Linked DNA regions of Danio rerio: region 1 is linked to region 2. A link is a contact called in public Hi-C data. All regions are on one chromosome and are shown on one strand. The core of a region is the stretch at or near the end of the contact, and the rest is flanking DNA. Distances in the headings are between cores, read along the strand shown.

Evidence for each region. Hi-C and Micro-C count contacts between places; a contact is called where the count stands out from the background.
Region 1: a contact with region 2 is called in a Hi-C map of an unstated tissue, with 2.5 times the contacts expected there. The contact joins the promoter of ddx52 here to the promoter of rbmx2 in region 2. A contact is called at or near these places in 2 of 18 Hi-C or Micro-C datasets (caudal fin and an unstated tissue) and 1 of 4 datasets of contacts at active chromatin or transcription factors (embryo).

The regions. Positions count from the first base shown.
Region 1 is chr21:42,161,382-42,165,276 of GRCz12tu, forward strand. ddx52 (DEAD (Asp-Glu-Ala-Asp) box polypeptide 52) reads left to right here and starts at 1,826. Exons shown (of 15, transcript NM_001044315.2): 1 at 1,826-1,964; 2 at 2,602-2,812; 3 at 2,896-3,026. The coding sequence starts at 1,878. tlr22 (toll-like receptor 22) reads right to left here and starts at 12. Exons shown (of 2, transcript NM_001128675.2): 1 at 1-12.
Region 2 is chr21:41,942,448-41,946,238 of GRCz12tu, forward strand. rbmx2 (RNA binding motif protein X-linked 2) reads left to right here and starts at 1,793. Exons shown (of 7, transcript NM_001025166.1): 1 at 1,793-1,825; 2 at 3,227-3,342. The coding sequence starts at 1,821. LOC141379897 (a long non-coding RNA gene) reads right to left here and starts at 1,731. Exons shown (of 4, transcript XR_012396860.1): 1 at 499-1,731; 2 at 1-23.

The sequences.
Region 1 (3,895 bases), core at 576-3,075, 220 kb after region 2:
AAACCCATTCTCCCAAACTCCCCTAGTATTATGTTATGCTGTAACAGGAAGTAATGTAGCTAAGTGGCAAAGCTGATGGAGAAAAAAAAGCAGAAGTAAAACCCATATATAGCATGTGCACATCCTGTAAACCTATAGGTCTATATACAGTATGTGATACCTGTGACAGGCTATGTAGTTTAATCTGATTACTCTCAGATAAACTTTAATACTTTATCTGACACTTTTTTCATATTATTAATATTATTATTATTTAATTGTATACAGATACATGTGCATCTGCTGGATTACTTCATACTGTACTATTACGTAATTTCATTTCTGCTTTTGACTTGACCAGCTTGAAGACCATGATCCCCAGAGGCGTGCAGTCAGTAACGACTATACAGAAAAGTTTTCTCATGTGACTGAAAGCTCGATTTCCTTCTGTCATAGGAAGACGTTTATTTCTGTTAATGATCTATGGCTCTGGAATGCGGTGTGTAAACTCTCTCTGGCTTTCACTCTTTCGCTCGCTTCATATATGGAATCAATGAAATAGACAAGTTTGTGATAATAAAAACCTTCTTTGCATCGCAACACATCTTTTGTATGTTTGCTGGTTAGGTTAAATCAGCAAACAGTGAAAGTTTTCCAAAGTTCCCATATAATTTCATTTTCGGGGCCAAAATGAGAGAGAACATTCTTTGTAGGTCTTTTTTGTTTTTTTGGTAACCAAAAACTATCCGACAGTTTATTAAGAAACATTCTCCTAAAATAGACAAGCTTGCTAGAGGAATAAATACATATTTAGCTATTAATTTAGCCTATTCAAGTCCTGTGAAAAGATGATGCCAACTTTGAGGTCTCCATAATCCTGAACCAGGCCTAATCCTGAGCAGATGCTGTGGTGGTCATGAGAGGAGAGAGCATAAGACTGATTCCTGAAAGACCCAGTGACTGACCAGTCTCCGCATTGATCTTTTGGGCCAGCCTGTACAACCACCGGTGACCTGCTCACACCTGCAGCCTCTCCACAATAGATGTAGTGTTCTCCAGCCTCCGGCGCATAGACTGCAGCTGAGCACAAGAAGTTTTGCCAGAGGAGAAATGGCCGTCCCCTACTGAGCTTGGTTTCAGATTTTTTTCCCTTCACTTTCATCAATTTGAGAATTTTTGTTGCTCACCACTGTCATCATGGCTTGCTTGGTTTGGGACTTGTGGAGCTGCTCATCAATGGATTTGCTCTTTAGTGTTTGGACTTTTAGCAGGGAAAATTTAACCAACTAAACTGAACTTCAACTCTGAAAACTGGACTGACACTGTTTCAATTTACCAGAACTTCTATGTTAAGCTGCTTTCACACAATCTGCATTGTAAAAGTGCTATAGAAATAAACCCAAACTGAATTGAGTTGAACTATAATCAATATATAATTGAGCTTAAGAGAATTAAAATCAATATAAAAATACATAATTGCAATGTTTCAGTTGAATAATTTCTTACAAAATATTAAAATATATTCCAAAAGAAAGTGTATATGCTTGCATACTTTTATAAATCCACAAGTGTACCATAATATAATTTCATTTATCATTTTAATATAGACTAGTGTTATCATAAATGACCATGTACATGTATGTATGTATATATATAATAATATATATATATATATTATTGGCAGTTACACAAATGTATTATTAAAGGAAAAGAAAAGTAGAAGAAAAAACATTTAAATGACTTCCATAAATACCTTCTGGCCTGTGTGTTTATTAAAAAGGAAACAGCGCTCTCTTGTGAACAAGAAATGAAAAAAATAAGAAGGCGAAATAATCAAACGCCGAATGTACGTTAATAATGAAATCGCGATCGACTAGTCGTGTCTGTACTCAGCATCAATGGACGCCTTTGACTTGTTTAGAAAGCTTGGGTCTGGAGCAAAGTTTGATTTAAAAAGGTTTGCAAAAGATGCAGAGCGATTTAAGGTAGGTCTGATGTAAAGTACACAATAGAGCTCATGTCTATTAGGCTGTTGTTTCGTAAATACAAAGCAATGTGTAGTTTTCAACCTGAAATGCTCCCACATGGCTAACATGTGTTTTCATTTTCCATTGAATCTCTATGGGAATGCTAATGCTAATGCAAGTAAACCCAAGTAGCGCAAAAAGAGTGTTCGTACACAGTAGTAATATTATAAATACTATTAGACGTTTTAAACGTTTTGAATTTTACAGTTTGTTCTCGGTTGCACACCATATGTCATGTAATTTCAGATATTAAAGGGATAGTTCACCCAACAATCTGAATGTACTCATTATTTACGCACTCTCAAGTGGTTTCAAATCTTTACGAGTTTCTTTATTTTGTTGAACACTTAAGAAGATATTTTCAAGAAAGCTGAAAAGAACCATTGACTTTAACAGTAAGAAAAACAAGTACTATGGGAGTAAATGGTTACAGGTTTTCAGCTTTCTTCAAAGTATCTGCTTTTGTGTTGAAACAGAAGAAAAAAACTCATTAAGGTTTGAAACAAGTAAAGGGTGAGTAAACCCCATTTAAATATTTTTAAATATCAACATGCTAATTTAATGACTGCTAATTATTGTGTAATTCTTCTCGCAGGTAGGAAAATCTCAGAGCAAGGACAGCTCAGATCAGCTGTCCGGAATTAGATATTTTGGCAGAGAAACACAAGAGGACACATCTCTGGATTCCAGACCAAATGAAGATGATGCTGAAGAAGGAGAAGCAAGTGATGAGGAGCAGAAACAGGCTACAGAGTCAGTGAAAGCCGCTCGAAAGAAAAAGAAAGGAGCCAAGAGAAAATCTGAAGGTAAAGCACCTTTCAAGCTCTTCAAATATTTTATGTTAGGATTTAAATTTAAACCCCTCTTTCTCCATTTTGTGGTGAAACAGATGCAGAACCTGAGACAAGAGAGGGAGAAGGGATCCAATGGATGTCTTTGCAAAACAAGACGAAAGAGGCGAAGCAAGAGTCGAAAGACAAGCCTTCTTTAAAAAGGTTAAAGCAGCTTCATAATGAGAAGGTATGAGCATAGTGCATTAATGTGTAGAGAATATTTCACGTTTATTTTTCTTTCAGCAGGAATATTTAAAATGTCTGTTAAAGGGATTGTTCACCCAAAAAGTATTATATAATATAATTATTTACTCTCCCTTGTGAGGTTTTTAACCCTTGATGAGTTTTCTTTTCTTGAACACATAAGAAGATAATTTCAAGAATGCTGCTTGCTGGCACACATCGATTTCCTTAATGAGAAAAAGTACTATTGAAATCATTGGGTGCCAGCAACCAGCATTCTTCAAAATATCTTCTTTTAGGTTTAACAGAATAAAGAAACTCAAATAAGGTTAAAGGTAAGTAAATGATGACAATTTTCATTTTTTCATTACAAGTCCTGAACTAAACTAACCAGTTATGACAGAGCCGGCCCAAGCTTTCGGGAGCCCTGAGCAGAATTTGTTTGTAGGCCCCTCAGTGCAACCAATATCACTAAATTATCTTTTTTTTTTTTTAGACACTATAAATCTAAAATGCCCATTATCAATTTTTGATGTAGCTTTGTTGTTTGCATCATACAATTTTTCTTTTTGTAAAAGGGTTTATTCTGCAAAAACAACCACCTATATGTACATTATCTTTTTATTACATGGGTACATGCCACAAAAACAAATGATCGATCTGAGCTGTAATAATTTACTCTGTAATAATTTATTATCTCTTTAATAACTTACTACTACTATTGTTATTATTATTATTTAGTCACAAGATGGCGCCAAACAGTGGGGTGAAAGATAAGCATATAAATATAGAACTGTCAAGATGATTCATAGTACACGGTCATGTAATAAGTAATGTTAAACGTTTTCAGTATTAAATCATAAGACAGAATCT
Region 2 (3,791 bases), core at 543-3,042:
CTGTTTTCTACACCCCATGACTCCTGAGCAAATTATGGGATTAACTTTTGTTAAACTCAAACAGAGAAAGGTTGGCAATCAAGTTTTTTTCATAAACAACAACAACAAGGTAACATTATTTTGCTTATTCTTGAACTAGCAGTTATTAAAAGACAGGAAAGAAGACAGACATTTTGCATATCACTGTTGCCTTTAAGATTTTACAATTATCGATGAGGGGACATTCTAAAATGCTTAGCATGAAAAAAGCTTAATGTACATCAACAAGAGAAACCCAATTTTTTGTCAAACTTTACTTGTAATTAACCCTAACTTCTATAAAAAGAACAAGTCCCAAGCAAAATAGTCTGCCAATGGGGTAAAAAAAAATCTTATGTCAAAAGGAGAAACAAGATTATTTTGCTCACCCCATCGGCAGATTATTTAGCTTGTTTTAAGGAAAAAATCACTTAATATTGGCATATTATTTCTCAAAACAAGACAATATGTTTTGCTTACCTAGAAAATGCTTCTTGATATAAGAGTAATTTTTTGATATTTGGACTAGAAACATGCCAAAAAAAAAATCCTAGAAAATAAATTATGCAGTGTAAATCCTAGTTTGGAACATTTGTGTTATTTTATATGGCCACAAAGGGAAATCAATATTTCACAATAGTATATTGCTTACATAAGAGTCACATGTCATTATACCTCAAAATAATCTGTCTTTATTAGTAAGATAACATTTTGGGGCTAATTTTATGATGAAAGCTCTGTAAGTTAAATTGTTGTGTGCAATTAAATTAAATCAGAGGCCTGCTGTGCTGATGGGGTATATGTACACTGACTTTTAATTTTAGTAAGGCAGCCCCAGGGCTTTCAGTGTCTTTCTGTTATAAAATTGCCACATTTAAGGTCTGATTTCTTTGAAAATTAGTGATCTTTACTGCGTGTTAGATATTCGATATGTGGGTTTCAGACCGGACAAGAATCACTGATTTAAATGACATTTCCCCCAACATGTTTACCCCAGTATTTTCTGGTATGAAGTTTCTGCAGCCTGCTGATCTTGACGGCGCTATCTGTACACGGTCTTTTATCTTGTTACTCTTGAACAACTGAATGAATGCTTAAGTCTATTTAACTGAAAGTGTTATTACATTACAACATCGATGCTGTGAAAGGAACCTTATGAAACTGAAAATAGTCACATTAAGCTTTCACCGGATGTTTATCTTTGGCTGAAAAACCCTATTGATTAAACATCTTGGTTGATTGGTTTGATAAATGTTAGAATTTTCCATGATATTTCTAATAAAGCTTTTCAACAAAGAATTGTTTATTTTGATAAATCATTTCTGTCAAATATGATGCTATAGCCTATTTTTATGAAGACATTAAGTTAATCATCACATCTAGTTTTCTCTTTGTTTCCTTTAGAGCCTGTTTAAGGTACAAAATAACAAAAATGCAGTAAATATTGCTGAAATTTTTGCTAATTCAACCATTTAAGCCTCTAAACTGAGGAAAATGTAGGCTATAATTCAATCAAACTGACAGAAACTATTAATTTTTAGCAGTGTTGTAAGCATGATTCGTTCGTTTGTTTGTTTGTTTATTTGTTTTTTGTTCATTTTTTTTATTATTTACCACTGTTTTAATGATTTAGCGAAATAATTTAGCTACTTTGCAATTAGCATGGTTTTACTACAAAAACGCCGTATGGACAGTCAGTCAAATACACATCCCACAATCCTTTTGTCTAAACCGGAAGACAATGGCACCACGTGTGGACTGCGAAAAAGAAACTATTTCCGGAGTGACTTCGATTCACCAAAATGAAGTAAGTGATGAGTTAAATGTTTGCGTTTGATTAAAATATTTTCAATACATTTGTTATACCGTGTTTCTTGTACGTTTGAGAATTTAATTAGACTATTCAGTCATGGAATGAAATGTCGATACAGCCAGAAGCCTCTGGTTTGCAGCAACAGCTAAAGCTAGCATAAATATAAACGAAAACTGTTACATTAAACATTAACATTCAGTTACATGTGTTTTACTGGAATAATAATATAATTAAAATATTTTTTATAATAGAAATGTTTTGTCGTGGAACGTTGTTCAATTGTTATTTACTTGTTATTGAGAAATCATTTTTAGTTTTATCAACTCATTAAAGTATATCTTTTTTCATAAGCTTACAACTGGTCAGAATAATAATCATTTTACTTTGTTGTGATATAAAGTCAATTTTTGTCTACTAAATTCAGATTTCTTAACTCGTCGTTATTTAAAACATTGGTATTGTGTTGTCTAAAAATGAATATAAACATGTATGATTCCTTTACGAAAACGATAATCTTTTGTGACCAATTATCAGTTTACATTGTATGTTGAATATAGAAGAAATGTTATCAGTGGGACAAAACTATTGACTTGCATAACAAAACCATATACATCAATGTTTATTGTGTTGACATCTTTAATTTTTAAAGATTTTAGGCTGTAAAAAGTGTCAAAGTCATAATGAATCTTGAATAGGGGTTCACGACATTGGGTAAAAAAAATGACATTGCGGTTTTTAGTTTTCTGCAATATACATTGCGATATAAATATGATTTCACAAAAGATTACCTAAATAACTCTGTGTAAACAATTCAAATATTTGCATGAAACATTATAAACAATTTGTAAGCATAGATAAATGCAGTAGAATGTGTTTGTTTGTTTTGTGTTTTATGGTTTTCTGTGGAGTCTAAGAATATTAAACTAACATTAATCAAATAACATTATATTGTATTAATTGTAGTAACTAGAAACAATTTTATTCTTTGTTAAATCTCTAAACTATAAAACTAAAATTTCTTGGTTTACTTTCACTTGTCACAGTTCCTTAAAACGCATCCAAATGAAAATCTTTCACTCTGTTAGGATTCAAATTTGCGATGACTCCAAAAATTATGTTCTGAAATGTAATTCCTGGTCATTGTAATCACAACTCAACACTGCGGATGCTGCAGTGTGACTATTGCATATTTGTACATTGCGATATCGATGTTAAAGCAATATATTGTGCAGCCCTAATCCTGAATATACTGCATTTTCTCATATTTTGGTTTAGTCACCATAACAGAATAATAAACAAAATGACATATTGTGGCCCACAAAATGAATGAACAAGCAAACATATATTCATTATCTGTCTTTTTTTCTGTTTTTTTTTTTTCTTCATTAAATGTAGTCCACTGACCAAAGTGAAGCTGATCAATGAACTGAATGAAAGAGAAGCTCAGCTGGGCATCAAAGAGACTGTGTCCTGGCATTCAGTCTATAAAAACAGCGCCTGGGTCTTCATCGGTGAGGAAATGATGAACATTATTACATAGTTACATTATGGCTGTGGACCAAAAGATAGATCAATCTGTCACAGCACTTCGGCAATCATTATTATAGACCAGTGGTGCCCAAACTCGGTCCTGGAGGGCCGGAGTCCTGGAGAATTAAGCTCCAACCCTAGTTAAACTTGACTGAACAAGCTAATCAAGCTTTAAATAGCATACTAGAAACTTTTAGGCAAGTGTGTTGAAGCAAGTTGGAGCTAAACTCTGCAGGACACCGGCCCTCCAGGACTGAGTTTTGGGCATGCCTGTTATGGAAGCTAAGATGCTGTCTGGATGGACTATATTTACATTCTGCCAGATGGTGGCAGCATTCATCTGTTTAACTAAATGTGTGTTTTTGTAGACAATGGCATGATTTTAGTCCTCCAGAAACCCACACTGGTACACAGTGATCTGACCTTGTAC